2 separate regions of the Rattus norvegicus genome follow, and region 1 is linked to region 2. A link is a contact called in public Hi-C data. All regions are on one chromosome and are shown on one strand. The core of a region is the stretch at or near the end of the contact, and the rest is flanking DNA. Distances in the headings are between cores, read along the strand shown. Region 1 has its middle 3.6 kb from the start of Cntfr. Region 2 overlaps Fam219a (family with sequence similarity 219, member A).

What was found. A called contact is a pair of places that touch in the nucleus more often than the background predicts.
Region 1: a Hi-C map of psoas muscle shows a contact between it and region 2, with 2.5 times the contacts expected there. The contact joins two enhancer-like sites. A contact is called at or near these places in 11 of 12 Hi-C or Micro-C datasets (the A7r5 cell line, the Rat2 cell line, Schwann cells and 6 more) and 1 of 1 datasets of contacts at active chromatin or transcription factors (oligodendrocytes).

What each region holds. Positions count from the first base shown.
Region 1 is chr5:61,657,951-61,663,135 of GRCr8, reverse strand. No RefSeq gene overlaps it. Among named protein-coding and RNA genes, the nearest start is that of Cntfr, 3.6 kb to the right of the region's middle. Within about 2 kb of position 1,440, at least 20 of the 93 cell types and tissues checked have an H3K27ac peak or open chromatin away from gene starts, as enhancers often do.
Region 2 is chr5:61,482,204-61,487,540 of GRCr8, reverse strand. It overlaps Fam219a (family with sequence similarity 219, member A), which reads left to right. Exons shown (of 6, transcript NM_001415979.1): 2 at 4,767-4,866. Among named protein-coding and RNA genes, the nearest start is that of Spmip6, 10 kb to the right of the region's middle. Within about 2 kb of position 1,365, at least 13 of the 93 cell types and tissues checked have an H3K27ac peak or open chromatin away from gene starts, as enhancers often do.

The sequences.
Region 1 (5,185 bases), core at 191-2,690, 180 kb before region 2:
TTGCCTGGACTAAAGAGTGAGTTCAAAGCTAGCCTGGGCAATTTGGTGAGCTCCTGTCTCAAAATAGAAAATTAAAAAGAAGCCAGGCAAAGTGCCACACACTGTTAATCCCAGCATCCAGGACGCAGAGGCAAGGGGATCTCTGAGTTCAAGGCTAGACTGGTCCACAATTTCCAGGACAGCCAGAGAAATCCTATCTAAAGGGGGGAGATGTATAACTGAGTGGTAAACGTCTCCTCCAGCATAACACACAAACACAGAATCTATTTCAACTGTTAGAATCACTTGTTTTATACCTGACCCCTCGTGGTGGAGGCCAGAGGAAAACCCTCACAGAGCTTAGAGGCATCACACAACTAGCTAGGCAATTCAATAGATGTCATGTTAGCCATTAAATTAGACATCACACTAACCCTATTAGGCAAAGGAATATGGTACCACGAGAGGAAAGAAAGGGGCTTGGTCTGAGCCTCTCTTAGGAGACATTTCAATGTCACTTCTTGGCTGAGGAGACTGCACAGTCAGATATGGGCCTTTTACACGGGCTAACTGTACAATTATCTTCATTTTCTTTTTAAAATATCCATCTTTCTTGATTAGAATGCGAGCCCATGAGGGCGGGAACTTAAAACAAGTTTGAGGCAAATAGTAAACAGTAAGTGTGGAAAATTTAAGGGCATATAGTTCAAATTACAGGTTCAACTTCAGTCTCACTTGTTCCAAAGTTTCCTAGACATGAAATAAATCGGTGTGTCCTCTGAGCCTTTTCTCATCTCCCCTCCTCCCTTTCCCTCCCCTCCCCCTCCCCTCCCTCTCCCTCCCCCCTCCCCTTCCTTCCCCCTCCCCTCTCCCCTCCACCCTCAGCATTTTGTCTGAGGTTTATCCATGCTGTTATGCCCGGCTGGGGTTGGCTCTTTTACATTGCTTTGACCACGTCACTACTTATCTGTTTGGGTTATTTATCTGTTAGATATCACATTAGCCATTAAATCAGACATCACACTAACCATATAAGGCAAAGGAATATAATTCAGGATATAATTAACAAAGCACTTCTGATCTGCTCTTCAGTGCACGTTATGTGTCAGGTCCTAGGATCTATGTGTGTTCATCTTAGTAGACCCTGCTGTTTTCTAAGCTGTAGTACCGAGCTGTTCGTGTGCGAACCGTGCATGGAATCTAGGCCTTCTATATCCTTCAGAAGGAAGTGTCTGCCGGCTCACCGCTGCACTTAAAGATGGACGACGCCTGGCATGCAGTAGGACACACGCACACTCTTAAGAACGAGAGGGGCTATCCCCATTGCTGTGTGCTGCTCTGGCTGCAGCGTCGACTTGCTGAGTGATCCTGGCAAAGTCTGCCTGTCTTCAGGATCAGTCCCTCTCTGTAGTGGGCCCTGCCGCCCAGTGCCAGCTGGAGGCTATGAGGACTAGCCACCTGTTCACTCACTTATCTCCCTTGTATTGCTTAAGGATGGCACCTACTATGTGCCAGCACGCAGAGGGTGCGACCTGTGACATTCCACTTACAGCCTCTCTCGGGTCAGCCAAGGCCAGGGTCACTGACTATCTTGTCCCCAACTTGTCTTGCTGGAGCCCGCTTCTCCTCCCTGTCCAGCCCTGACCCCGGGCGGGGGGGAAGGGGTCTGGACCGAGTCTGTGAATGGAAAATGTGATTAATAATCAAAAAAACATCCAAGAGGAAGAGACCAGGAAAACAACTTCAGGAAGGCTCCTTGCCCAGGGGAGGGGGGCCGTGTCCCGGGCCTCGGGACAGCTCCGGCCACCCTTTCTGGGACGCAGCCACAGGAGTGGTAATTTTAGCCAAAAGCAGAAAGGGGGAGTCATTTTGATTCCTTATTTTCAAAGATGCCCCCAGTGTAAGTTATGCCTTTTCCAGGAGCTTTCTTCATTCGGATACCCCTCCTGGCGTGGTCCCCCAGCTCAAACATATTTAGTGGGGAAAAAGCAGAGACTCTGGATTGGGGGTAGAGGAAGAATTTCAACACGAAATGTTTTGTTCATTAGCAGAGAACATAGGGGGAAATTCCCTTTCTTCTTGGGTCTGGGCAACCCAATTGGACACTCAAGAGCTGTTGTGAAAAATAGGGCCTCAGGCTGCCGGGTAAGGGTTCTAATGAGGAGACGTCTGTGCCCTCCATTCGGATTTCTGACTTTCAGGGGGTTCAGGGGCCTTCATCCTTCCTCCTTCCAGGGATTTGATTCCCAAGACTTTCACCTGCCCTCAGAATTCCTTCTTAACAAAGCAGGAGGGATTGCGATTAGACTAGAGTTAGAACTTCCTGATGGGAGGGGAGGAGGCCTTGGCCTGTTGAATACCTTGGAATTTTGATAGGATATGTTGGAATTGGTAATCTGGTAGGAAAAAAAAAATCTGTTGTGAGCCTGGGGCGGTAGTGGAAGCCCCTTCATCAGTGAGGACTTAAGGGCCCCAGTGGGGCGTGAATCTGGTGGATTTCAGTTTGAATGCTTAGCCCCCTAGTGAGACTGTACCTCTCCCTAATCCTCCACCTTCAGAGAATGCCTGCCCTTTTCTGGTACTAGGGATTGGGAGGGTCAGGGCACAGAGGCAGTGGTCTCCACCATAGAATTCCAGAAGGAGGGGGTTGTTGTGAATGTGCCCCAGGTGCTGTCCCGAGATGGTGCTGGAGCTGTTTCAGGGTGTGTGTGTGTGTGGGGGGGGTAAGTCGCCTTTGGGGGTGGCTGGGCTGGTCCCTGACTTGGGGGGGGCTCTGGGCCCCCCTCCCTGGCTCGGCCCCGGGCTGTGTCGGGATCGGGTTTCTCGGCGCCTGGAGCCTCCGCGAGGCCGAGCTGTTCCCGGGCCCCGGCCAAGCCGCCCCGGGCGCTGGCACTGTGCGAGGAAGCAGGGGGGGTAAGGGGGGAATGAGGGGGGGCTGCGAGGGCGTTTACGTAACTGCCTTCCAGAGCCCGCCCCGACCCGCCAACCCCAGTGTGATTGAGAGCGTGTGTGACTGTGTGTGTGTGCGCGCCTGTGTGACACACGTTGCACTATGGCCGTGCCTTGTGTGTGTGCTAGAGATGTGCGAATCAGAGCTTCGGTTCCGTTCTTCCCGGAGCGCAGGCTTCTGGCTTAAGCAAGGGTCCCGTGACTCCTCATGTACCATAGTGAGGCTGAACATAAGCACTTTATTCAGTGAGACAGGGTGTGTGACTTTATGTGACCCCGTGTTTGGTGCTGCTAAGGCAGCCTGCGGGAGAGTGTAACTATTAGCTAGGAGGTTGCCTCGCCCTGGAACCTTCTGCTTAGAAATGGGACTTTTCTGTAGGAGCATTTGGAAAGGTGAGACCACACAGGTAGCCTTCCTTCCTGGGGACAGATCAGTACAACTGGGAAAGAGTCATTGCAGCCTACAGGCACGGAATGGCACAGTTAACTCTGGGGGTGGGTGGGTGCGTGTCAGTTTAGTTCACCCTGCCAGGACAGTGAAATCCTGGCTACAGTGCTCCATAAAACCCCAGGACAGTTAGTGATACGTCTTTGCTCAGTGGTAGAGCGCTTGCCTGGAACTTCCCGAGTGGGTTCCATATCGACCATCGCAAATGCAAATGAGCAAAGACACCTGAAGTCCAGGAAAACGTCTCCAGTGCCCCAAGGCCTCTCAGATTTACTAATACTGGGATCTCTATTATTGTGGGGTTTCCAGTCTGGGGGGTATTGACTTCCATATTGTCACAGGTGAAGCACATGGTGAAAACAGGTTCGACTGAGACACAGTTTGAGTGGTGTCCATAAGTGAGGTCTATCTTACCACGGTAATAGAAGGGGCTGGCACAAGTATGGAGTAGCCTGCTCTCTTACCAGGGGAGCTGGAAAGGGGGTGCGGCCAAAGGTGAAGGCCTAAGAAGCCTTGTTCTATCCATAGGCGGTGCAGACCCTCAGGCTTTAGCAAAACTGAGGAAGCACAGACTACTGAGTAGATAGGGCATCCGAAATGGCAGGAATGAAAAGCCACCAGTACGCTGTTGGCCCAGATCAGTAGGAAAAACCTAGGCACTGAGCTAGGTGACCACAGGATGGAAAGGGGATAGATATCCCCCCTGTTCCGTAGGTCCTCAAGGCCTCAGCGCCGAGCCGGAGTCTCAGCCCAAGAAAACATATCCAGCTCTTCCCGCCAGGTGTCGCTGTGGCCCCGGGGAAACGAACGCGTTTGGTGGTTCCGCTCCAGGAGCTGCGGTCCGACACACACCCCTCACCACAACCCTGAGTTCGACGTGCGTCCCTCCTCATGGTCCCCAACACTGAGTCGTATTCCTGGACTTGTGACGTCTGGTGCGAACAATGCGCCTGCATCAGGTGGCTGCGGCAGTGATGACGGTAGCCTCCCTGTGCCCTGGTGTCGTTCGTCGGGGTGTAATTCCTGTCTGCCCTCAACCCTCAACCTGCAGAAGGAGCATCTGAAAAGTTAAGTCGACCCACTCAGAATTTGAAGATCTCCGTGTTCGTTTGTCCGCCCTGTCCCCAGCCTGGTGTGAGCACGTAGTTTCATTAGCATCACATCTCCAGAACCTGACCTGGTCCAGGCCTACCATCAGCACAGAAAGACAGTTCTTGTGTGTGTGTCCATCACCTCGCTTCGTATTTCTTTGCACTTTTTGTACTCCTTCCCTCAGCTCACTTGTTAGTGTCTATATCCTGGGGACCTTAGGTGGGTCCAGAGAAGCTAGTAAGAGAGCGTCTACTGTGTGGGTGGTTATGCTCTGACCTGAGCTGGGTCCTTAAACCCTGGCCCACCCACTCTGAGCTTCAATCCAGCCTGACTCCAGACCGTTGTACGGTGGAGCCATGGAAGTGAAAGCGAAAAGCCCCGGCAGTGGCGGGAAGGTTTTTCCTCTGCAGTAGAGTCTCTGAGGCATTTGTTGGGAAAGGGCCCGGGCGCTGTAGGCAGCCTGCTGGGGAAGGGTGTGAAGAAACAGCGAGGTATTTCCCTCCCCTAGCCCTCAGCCGTGGAACAGTTCCCTGGAGGCGCAAGGCCCAGGGATTATGGGTCAAAGGCCAGTCGAAAAATTCAAGGGGGTGGACCTCTGGTTTCTGCCTTTAGCACCCCCCTTTCTAATGCGCTTTCGTGTGGCCTCGGGAGTTGATCAGGTTGTCAAATCTTAATCTCCCATATTGCAGACAGAACAGGGGCCTAGGTCTAGTGAAG
Region 2 (5,337 bases), core at 116-2,615:
ATCTGCCCTTCTCTCCTGCTATCACAGTCCACAGCATTTTCTGGATGCCTCTGAAAGAACGCTAATGACACCTGTGTTCTTTCCTGTAAAACAACTGTTTTCTTAGTCATTTATTTTCAGCCAATAGTTGAATATGTCAGTGATTCTGTGATGTATGTTTAGTTTTCTTTATTTAAAAAACAAACAAACAAACAAACAACTGATGAACGTGAGGAGATGATTCGTGGGCCAGATGTTTGCTGTGTGAGCCTGTAAGCCTGAGTTCAGACTCCCAGCACCTGAGTGAAAAAAGCCGGGTGGGGTTGCACAGGGCTGGAGTCAGGCAGATCTTGCTGGCCAGCCAGTCTACCTCACTGCAGAGCTCCAGGTTCAGGGAGAAAGCAGTAGAAACGACGACTCAACATGGATCTTTCTGTCTCTGCTCCCACAAGCATAAGTGGGTGCACCCTCACGCACACGCGCATGGATAGGCGCCCAGGACCTCTCCATCACTGTTTTCTGTCATTTCCATAAAGTGTTTTACAAGACCGGAGTGGATTAAATCAATGACTTTTGGACATTTCATTTTCATTTTATTGATTTATCCGAGAGGGGTGGGGAGGGGCCACAGCGCACACATGGAGGTCAGAGAACAACCTGCAGGAGTTGTTTCTCCTCCCACCACGCAGATCCCAGGGATTGTCAGGCTTGGTCGCCAGCTCCTTTACCTACTAAGCTATCTCCCAGGAATGTACTTAGCAGTTCTTTTCACAATTAACAAAACCCTTTTGCTAATCAGAATTGTACAGAAAGGCTAACGTGGGAATTGAAATAACAATGGATTTCTTTCATTGAAGAGACCATTCCTTCAAGTCTGCCCCACTTACGTCCCAGCCCCACCCAAAGCACAGGGTTCAGGGAGTACAGCTGTTGAGAACTGCAGACCTTGCTAAGTCTGAGGGTGGCTCTTTGCTTCTGGCTCTTGACTTCCCTCTGGCTGCGCTGATGTTGTGCTGCCGGCCATCGGCCGATAGCCTAAGCGATTAATCTTTTCTGCGGCCTTTGGAGGGTTTGTTTGAATGGTTGTAGAGACATGGATTGCTGCTAGAGATGTATTTCAAGGTCTGTCTCTGCTGAGTGTTTATTAATAATCTTGTTAATCCCCACTCTAGTTCCCGGATCTAGCTAACGCCTGTTGGAAGTCCTTGGGGGGCATTTTAAATCCTCTCTGATTCTTGGAGCCAGACGCTTCCTTCTGCCTCAGTCCTCTCTGCTCCTTTTGTTCATGAATATTTTACATTTAATCTCTACACAATGGTCATGGTGCACTGCCTGCATTTCCCAGAGAAGGCACTCGGGAAGTCCACAGTGTTTGACGGCACCGTGCCAGAGGCCTTTGTAGTTGCCGCTTAAATAGCCTTCTACCGTGGACAGTGACAGAGGAGCTGCTGAATGGGCAAGTTTGGCATGGAGCCTCTGAGCCTAGGGCTTTGATCCTATGGTTTCACTCAGGATCAAATACCACCAGGACCTGCCAGGTCTTGAGAGCTGTAATGGATCACTGACCAGGGTTGCTCAACAGCTCCCAGTGCTCAGCCCAGGTCTGCCCTTCCTGAGTTTCCTGCTTCACATCACCACTGACACCTCCAGCCTCAGAGAAGAAACTGGTGCGCCCACCCACGCTGGGACACTGTCGTAGCTCCAGTTGCCCAGGGGTTTGCGTTATCTAAAACCAATGTCAGAGAAAAGGCAACGAGACCAACGAGACCGTTATCTGGAAAGTAGAGAAGGAGGCTCATAATTAAAAGGCCATAATTTAGGAGTCGTCAGTATAAAATGTACGCAGGAAGCATCAGCTTTCTCTAAGGAGAAAATGGAGTCGGAGCCTGAGGAGACCAAATAGAGATGTAAATAGATACACAAGGGGTCAGAGGCAGAAGATGGACCCTGGGCGGACAGCGGCCTGAGGGAGCCAGTCCCCAAATGGGTGTGCTTTGTGTCCTGCTTGACAAAGAGTACAGAAAGGGATGAGACCAAGGAGCCTAGAAATGGACCAGACCCTTTCTGGTGGCACCAGCATGCCAGCAGGACTTCCCATTTGAAAATGGACTGCAAAGCAGCTCATTCTTCCTGCTCGCCATGGTAACAAGCCGGACTAGGACTCTGTTTTGTCTTTGTGTGTATGATGTATGTGCACTTCTCGTTCACTGTGAGCATGTGTGAGACGGTCAGAGGACAACAGTACTGGTCAGCCTACTGCTGCTTCTTACAGTTCACCACTGCATAGGCCCGGCTAGCTAGGCTGTGAGCTTCTGCAGAGTCCTCTGTTTCTGCCCCCACCTCACACTAGAGACATGGGGGTTACACACACTCAGTGCTCCTGGCCTAATCTGAGCTCTGGGGATTTAAACTCTGGGTCCTCACACTTTAGTCACTGAGCCACTTCTCTAGACCTTACTTCACTTTAAATGGGTCAGCAGGAGCTACACAGATCCCTGGACCTAATACCGGGGGCCAGCCCCGGAGTGTTCTGTCTGTCTGCTTTCTGTATCTTCGAGGATGGAATAGGCAGCATGGTCCTCTGCAGTCTTCATACCTTAGGTTGGTCACTCTGAAGTCCCCAGCTAAAGATGGCAGGACTGTATTACACTGGTCACTGTGATACTTAACTCAAACTCACAAAGTGCAGAAAATGAGTGTTGGTGGACAGCCAGCCACAATGGAGCCTCTTCATCACTACCCACAATGCCCAGAGACCATGAGAAACATAGGATTCTAAAGACTCCTGTGTCGGGGTTGGGGATTTAGCTCAGTAGTAGAGCGCTTGCCTAGCAAGTGCAAGGCCCTGGGTTCAGTCCTCAGCTCAAAAAAAAAAAAAAAAGACTCCTGTGTCCCTGGGTGGTTTTTTTTTGGGGGGGGGGTTGGGGTGGGACAGGAAAGACCAGACTGAAACATGTCCTCTGGACTCACAAACTCACACAGCTGTGCTTACCTGCAAAGACCTATGTAGATCAAGTTCAAATTCTAGCATGAGGGGAGAGGGGCTCATGGTCCTGTACCCCTAACTGAGAGGCTATGACCAATTTATAGCTTCTGGGACAGGGAGAAAGAGTCGGTTTTCTTTAAAGTGTGCATCCTGGTGGGCCATGCTCTGAAGGATGGTACCACACCCAGAAGTATAAGATTAGCGCAAAGTGAACTCTTGGGCTAGTAAAGAGGAGGAGGAGGAGGAGGAAGAAGAGGAGGAGGGGGAGGAGGAGGAAGAGGAGGAAGAGGAGGAAGAGGAGGAGGAGGGGGGAGGAGGAAGAAGAAGAGGAGGAGGAGGAAGAAGAGGAGGAGGAGGAGGAAGAGGAGGAGGAGGAAGAAGAAGAAGAAGAGGAGGAGGAGGAAGAAGAGGAGGAGGGGGAGGAGGGGGAGGAAGAAGAGGGAGAGGAGGAGGGGGAGGAGGAGGAGGAGAGGAAAGGAAAGGAAAGGAAAGGGACAGAGAGTTGAGGGCGTGGGGAGGAAGGGGGGACCTGGGAGGAGTTAGGGGAGGAGCAGGAGTAGGGATGAACAGGATAAATACACTGTATGAAATTCTCAAATAAAAGCTTTTCAAATTTTATTCTATTTTACTTGTATGGGTGTTTTGCCTGCTGCATGCATGGAGATGCACTACATGTGTGCCTGGTGCCACGAACATCAGACGTCCTTGGATCAGAAGGTTCTGGACCTCCGTGTGGGTATTGGGACTCAAACCTAGGTCCTCTGCAAGAACAAACACTCTACCACTGAGCCAGCTCTACTGTCTGAGAAGAAAGACATTTCAAAATAAGTTTTTCATTCTAAGAGAAGCTCATCTTTAGCTCCCTCAGATTGTCAATCTGACAATTATTAAAAATATTGAAAATATTTGTTTATTTCAGAAAAAGAATTGCAACTAAGGTCACATGCCTGCCTATAATAAATGATTGTAAGACAGCCTCACATGTAGATGCAAGTGTCGCTTAACCTATAAAATCTTTAGTCTCCCCACAATGGCATGAGACAGGGGCCCTGAATCTTGTCCAAGGAGGGCATTTTGGAGGGGTAGCAGGGCTAGCTCTGGGAAGCACAGGGTCTGGCCCAGAGTTGGCAGCTATTGAGAGCCAGTACAGGGGAGTGCAAAGGCTGCATGCCCAGAATGAGGGCCTGTCTACCCGGTCACCTGCATCAGGCCAGCACAAAACCATGTGGTCACCTGCTGCTTTGTCAGGTCTGTCTTCTCAGCCACCATTCCTATCCAGCAGGAGACACTACTTCAGACTCATCTGGGAACTTTAGAAGTCCTCCTTCAACTTTTTCCCCCTTTTTAGTCAGTGGATGAAGTCTTGAGGCCTGGCTTGGATTGACCAGTTAGTTGTCTAGACCCTGCAACAGAGAAAGAAGGGCTCTCAGGGAATACCTGCTCTGACCTTGATCCACCTGTAAGCTCAGAGGAACTTAGACCCTTTTCTTAAAGCGTGGAGAAGCTTGAGAGTCAAACAGCTTGCACCAGCCTTTGTAGAGGAAGTCCTGTGGGTTTTAGGCAGGGCTTTCTGGAGCTGCCTGACTTACACGGGACTCTTATTGGACATGAGTAAGACATCATCTCTGCTCTTCTACGGAGGCATAGTAAACGAGTCTTCCTCTCCTTCCCTGACTGGCATGCTGCTGGAGTAAATCTCCCAGAAACCCAGAGGGCAGATAAAAAGGTTTGCTTCAGGGTTCAGAGCCACCCCTGGGGTGACATGCTAAAGTTTCCCTGTCTCTCTGCTTTCTCCCAACAGGATCCAGCCGCAGCCTCTATCTCAGACCGAGACTGTGACGCCCGGGAGGGTGAGTCAGTAGCCATGAATTACAAACCATCCCCGCTCCAAGTGAAGCTGGGTGAGTGTGTCTGGGGGGTGAGGGACATGTGGGAAGTGAACAAGGTGCTCGTGGACTGGGTTGACAGCAAGGCGCTACAGTTAAAGTAGCGTGGGCTAGATGATTCCAAGACTAAACCTGCACGTAAGTCATTGGCATTCCCAGGTACCTTAAGTCTTGCAAGACAAAGGAGGCAGTGACTGGTTCACTGCAGGTTCCTGAAACTCTTGGAGAGATCCCTGAGGCTGAGTGTCCCCGCCAGCGGGGACCCAGTTATTCAGGGTCCCGAAGGGGCGCTACCCTTGGGCCTAAATGGGGGGCAAGAGAAGAAGGAGACCAAGCAAGATTCTGTTGTCAAGGTCTCGTTTATTGGGATGAACGTTACAGCTTTTAAGCTTTCAGGTAGGGGGAGTGACCTTTGTGAAATATGAAGGAGGGGGGAGATGAGGGTATAGGCAGTGATAGCTGGAGGCAAAGAGGTCAGGCGATGAG